Regions from separate parts of the Gossypium hirsutum genome. Here region 1 is linked to region 2. The links are chromatin contacts, called in public Hi-C maps. All regions are on one chromosome and are shown on one strand. The core of a region is the stretch at or near the end of the contact, and the rest is flanking DNA. Distances in the headings are between cores, read along the strand shown. Region 1 holds the start of LOC107919791 (ankyrin repeat protein SKIP35-like). Region 2 holds the start of LOC107920397 (serine/threonine-protein kinase ATG1c).

Region 1 (2,710 bases), core at 144-2,643, 340 kb before region 2:
TTTAAGATATATATTATTTTTTTAAATATAATTATATGTTCTTTTACTAATCTCCTTTAAATAATTTAAAAATTTTATTCACGAGAGATAAATTCTTATACATTTTTTTCTTACTAAATAAATAATTAAATTACACAAAATTATTATATAGTGATTTGATTTTAATTTTTATTATTTGTTCAAATAATTTTTTTAATGATTTTTATAATAATTACCATATTTTAAAATTTAAATTATATTTATAAAATTATAATTTATATCGCCAAATATCACATAATATTGCAATTACTAAAGGTATAAAAGTACATGAGTAAATGAAGGAGAAAATTGGAATTTTATTAAAAAGCTTGGAGTTTGTGGACTTTATAGCCTTCATATTAATACATACGTGGTAGTAGCTGAAAAGAAAAGGGGAAAATGGGAAGAAAAGCAGAGGCAGCAATTTGATATTGGTATCTAAGAATCTGAAAACCATATAACAGCGGCGGTGGGGGGTTTTGTCTGTCTCTCCTTCTCTCATTCCATCTCCATTCTAATTACTCATCTTCCCCTATCTTAATTTCTCCATTTTGGTATCTAATAACTCCATACCATACAACAGCGGCGGAGAGGGTTTTTGTCTCTCTCTCCTCCTCCTCTCATTCAATCTCCATTCTCTTACTCAGGTTCCCTATCTTAATTTTTCATCGTTTTTTTTTTCTTTTACTACTTTTTACTGACCAAACTCATCCTTTTGTATGCTTTAATGCTTCAATCTGATTTTTTTTCACCGTGATTCTTCCTCTTTCTCTGATAAGAATTATTGGATTATATTTATCAAATTGGGTTTTTTTTTTTGTTCTGCGTTTGGCCTTTTCCCTTGGATCTCTCATATTGAAGTGGAATAATTTGAGACGAACAAGGGCTTTTAGGGTTTTCTACGGATGGAACCCCTTTCATGCTTTTAATGGCCATCTCCGCTAGATTTGCTCATCCCTGTATATATTGCTCCTTTAATGATTTTTCAGTTCCTTTCTTTTGTTATTGAATCCTTTAGATCGTTCTGAGAAGAGTTTCTCTTGCTTTGCTTTGGCCATTCTCTCCCTTTTATGTCTTATGCGTTTCCTTTGTTTTATTTTTCTGGGAATTGATGTCTGATCATTGAATATTCCTGGTATTTGGGCTTTGCTTTTGCCTTCGGATTAGGTGACTGGCACTAGAAAATTATTGTTAAGCATACAAAATTTCGGTTTATTTTGCTGCAAGAGACATGCATCTAGGTTTTTGAGGACACATTTTCTCTTCGACTTTTTCTGACAGTTTGGTGCCTTTTGAGGATGGATCCTTTCCTCTTGATGGTTGAGACTTAAGTGTTCACTTCATTTGTGACTTGGTTTTGGTTGCTGAAAATTTGCTCAACGAATAGTGTAACTAATGGAAAAAGGGAGCGAATTTGTTGTGGGGAGTGAAAACATGCACTTAGAGGAGCCTTGGTTTACTGGAATGGATACTGAGGAAACTGAAATTGGACAACCAAACAGTGAAATTCAAGGCTTTCGATTGGAAAAAGGTGAGGCAAGCAATATGGTTTTCTCGACTGAGGCACCCCTTGTAATTAAAGAGTCATCAACTTCTGGTAGTTGTAGTTGTAGTCTGAAGAAAATCAAATCTACAGTAGCTGCGAAAGGCTCCGAGTTCTGCCAGAAGGATAAATCTGGGCACGACAAGAAGCTCAGCCGACAATGCAGGATTGAGTTGGGCCAATTATTTCAAGGGGCCGTGAGTTCCCATGATTGGGAACTTGCTGAGAGTCTAATCTTGTCGGCAGATCCACAGACTCTAAATGATGCGTTGTGTGTCACCTTGGATGCTATCTGGTTTTTGAGCACCCAACAGGAGCTTTATGGGATTACTGATTTGATTAAGAAGATCATTGCCAATGGTGCTTATGACTTTACTAGAGCCGCTCTCCGGACTTCATTTCTTGCTTCTTGTGTCTCTGCTTGCCAGAGTCGCACGATGAGTCTTGCTGACACTGTAACTGTGATGGCCCAGAGGTAAACAAGCTGTTTCTTTTGACTAGTAGATAGATAATAAAGCTTCTTTGAAATTATCTTCAAAAGCATTGATGTTGTCAGTTGTCACGAGGGGAAAACCTGTTGATTTTAGGTTACCATGCATTTCTATATAGGTAAATATAGATCTTGATTCTAGTTTCTAGCAACGAGAAATTGTTATCCTAAACTCCACTAATAGGGATCACATATAACCATCTGCAACTTCTAACTTCAATTTTACTTGGTAATCATTTATATGTTTATGTATTAGATAAAATTGTTTTTGTAAGGCTTTACATCTGTTGGATATGTCTGTTATGATTTTGTGTTATATTTTAAATATTGGAATATTCACTGGTAAGACATTAAGTCTGTCAATGGCTTCATGCATGCTGTTTGATATGCATGTTACTCTTTGTCAGTTTTATGTATGATCACGCATAACAATCAGGTAACTGTACATTTATTGTTGCATTAGACTCACTGCACTTATGTTCATCATATAAGAGAATGCTAACTATTGTGCATTTCTCCCTGCTTCTGGCTTAGATAGTTTCTGAGAACTGAAGTAGAAGTTGTTTTCTGTTTTTCTGTAAATCTGATTGAATGAACCTTCACACCTTTTTTCCCATGAAGTAAGGTTTGAATTCAACCAAAAAAAGTGGCTTTGAATT
Region 2 (2,842 bases), core at 128-2,627:
TCCATGGAATGAAGGGCACAGCATATAACCACTCCAGCAGGATGCAAATATTTTAGAGATATAGATACATATAAGCTGCAAGCTTCACAAAATAATACATGAAAACTAGATTTACCATTTAGTTTCTTGACCACTGCAAATTTACCAAATTGCTTCCCATGATCCTTGAGACTTCTCCATTAGTATTAGTTGCTGAATTCCCAACGGCATCATTTTTCAAATGTTTTGCTATAGGAAGGAGATTATGGATGCTATAGGCTTAACTTTGTTTTATTGCTGGTTAATTTGACTAGATAAGGTGATTGATTGTACGTTTTTATTGTTTAAATGATGAATCTTATGGTGGTTTATTCCATTGGGTTGATTTGAAGGATTTTGTTGTGTTAGATTAGGCGTGATGTGCAATTTAGGTGTTCAATCCCCTGTAAATGATGTTGCTCATTTTCTGTAATGAGTTTTCTTATTAATAAAAAACTTTGCTTAGCAAAGAAAAAAATACAATATATAGATTGACTGAAATTTCACTATTCGTAAATTCTTTCATTCTCTGCTTCTATCAAATACGAGTATGCGCGGATAGCTCTTTTCAATAAGTAGATTCTTCTCATTTTCAATATCGCATTCTAAAATATCTTCAGTTAAAAAGAATCCACATCCTCCGTTCTTTCATCATTTTCCTTAAAAGAAGAACTTTCCCTCAATAAATGGCGCCTCAAATTTCAGTCCCTACCTTAGGTAAACAACTCATGTTCAAATAGCTCCATTTCCGCCACTTCTTCCTCTCCTTTATCGGCATCCAAACAACTCCCTAAAATCTAATAGTAAAAGAAAACAATTAAATAAAAGGGACCAAGAAGAAACGAACCTCAACAATATCATGCAGTCGAATAATATTAGGATGATTGATTCTCTTCAAAATAAAGATTTCCGACATCAAACTATCTTGCAACTTCTTATTGAGTCGACCCGTTACGATCTCCTTTATCGCCACCTCGGTTCCATGAACTCGATGCCTCGCATGCCAAACAATCGAAAAGGAACCCGACCCGATTTTCCGGCCCACTAAATAGTTCCCTACCACTCTTCCCCTCCCCGTTGCTTGAGCCATTACAGACGAACCTGGAACAAAAAGAGAGAGAAAAAAGCCCAAGGATCCGACTCCAGAGCTTGAAGCTTTAAAATATGGTATAGAATACTGGAATTTGGATCGTCAGAAGATCCGACCCGAACATTAATTGGATTTCCGATTGACCGTGCAAAGAAAAATAATCTGAGGAAGAGTGAGGAAGGAGGGTGAGATGAGAACTTGATTTAATGAGTTCTCTAAAATTTTGCATTCTATTTGTTATGGGTTGAATTATTGAGATTATTAATTGGGATTAGCGAACGTAATTGAGGATTAACGTTTTGTGATTCGATAATTATTTTGTTTTTTTATGAAAACCATAAGCTAAAAGCGGAATTAGACGGTGTATATATTTTAAGATACGGTTACTTATACGGTGTAACCACGGATGTTAGTGCGTTGGCGGTTTTTAATTGGGTGGATCAGTGTGGTAGGTGATGATGAAAAGCTCCGATATCAGCTTTTAACACCTGTCCGTCAGACATTGGTTAGACAAAAGCGACTTTTTCGCCTTTTATGAATTATTTAATACTTTAATTTGCATTTTCCAAGTTTACTAATAAATATCCTTTTAATCAATTTTTATTAGATGTGGAGCTAAAAATTTTAATGTTTCTTAAATAATTTTTTATTATAAAATTAAAACAATAATAAAAATGGAAAGATGATTCAACTTTCAGTTAGGATGCAATAAGGGTACGTTTGGTTCACTGTAATGGAATAATGGAATAGAGCTGTAATTGAATAGAGATGTAATCAGTAATTTAATTGTTTGGTTGAATGAAATGGAATGGAACTTTAATAGTATTTTGTGTTTAGTTGAATTAAAAAATGTTAATAGCATAAGGAGAAAAAACTAAAATGACTAGAATACCCTTAGTAGAATTTTTTTTAAGTAGATGATTATTGTTATTGTTATTAAATTTTAATAAGATTAATATTAAAAATAATTTAATAAAAATAATAAATAATTTAACCATATTTTAACATAATTATTATTAAATATAATTTAATAAAATAATATATAATTTAATAAAATTCTTAATATAATTATTATTATATGAATTTACTAAAATCATAATATATAATACTATAAAAATAATATATAATCTACTTTATTATTTTTAAACTGCAATACATATTTAATGTGCTAAAATATCTTTAGTGAAACAATAATTTAATTATTCTACAATAAAAAAATAAAATATTAAAAGTAATAAATAACTTGAGAATTATATTTCACATCCAAACATAATATTCATATATTAAAAAAAAGTTGCATGATTTCATTAGTTTATATGTCATAATCCATATGTTATAAAATTTTACAAAATCAAAAAGTTACAACATTGTAATGACATCCTATCATGTCATTATACCATCCAAATATTACAAACACAAAAAGTTACCAAAATATCATCAACATAACCATGATTTTTAATGGTAAGCAAGAAATCTTCTAACCTGTAATACCCCGTATCCGTCGCCAAATTAGAGTTACGAGGCATTACTGAACAAAACACAACCATTGCAAAATCAAAACATATACATTGTATATAAATATTTAAAATTTAATAAACTTGATCTAATATTAAATATGACATATTATGAGCTTCACTTAGATCATTTAAAACAAAATAAAGACATTACAATCCAACTAATCTATAAGGAAATAAACCATTTCCGTATGGCTATTAAATTAATATACAATATAAT

Evidence for each region. Hi-C and Micro-C count contacts between places; a contact is called where the count stands out from the background.
Region 1: a Hi-C map of leaf shows a contact between it and region 2, with 4 times the contacts expected there. The contact joins the promoter of LOC107919791 here to the promoter of LOC107920397 in region 2. A contact is called at or near these places in 6 of 34 Hi-C or Micro-C datasets (callus, hypocotyl, leaf and 1 more).

Annotation. Positions count from the first base shown.
Region 1 is chrD13:25,535,468-25,538,177 of Gossypium_hirsutum_v2.1, reverse strand. LOC107919791 (ankyrin repeat protein SKIP35-like) reads left to right here and starts at 1,393. Exons shown (of 3, transcript NM_001327162.1): 1 at 1,393-2,036. The coding sequence starts at 1,414.
Region 2 is chrD13:25,198,100-25,200,941 of Gossypium_hirsutum_v2.1, reverse strand. It overlaps LOC107920397 (serine/threonine-protein kinase ATG1c), which reads right to left and starts at 1,377. Exons shown (of 13, transcript XM_016850104.2): 1 at 866-1,377. The coding sequence starts at 1,108. It overlaps LOC107920551, which reads right to left. Exons shown (of 6, transcript XM_041108927.1): 6 at 2,344-2,636. The coding sequence ends at 2,634.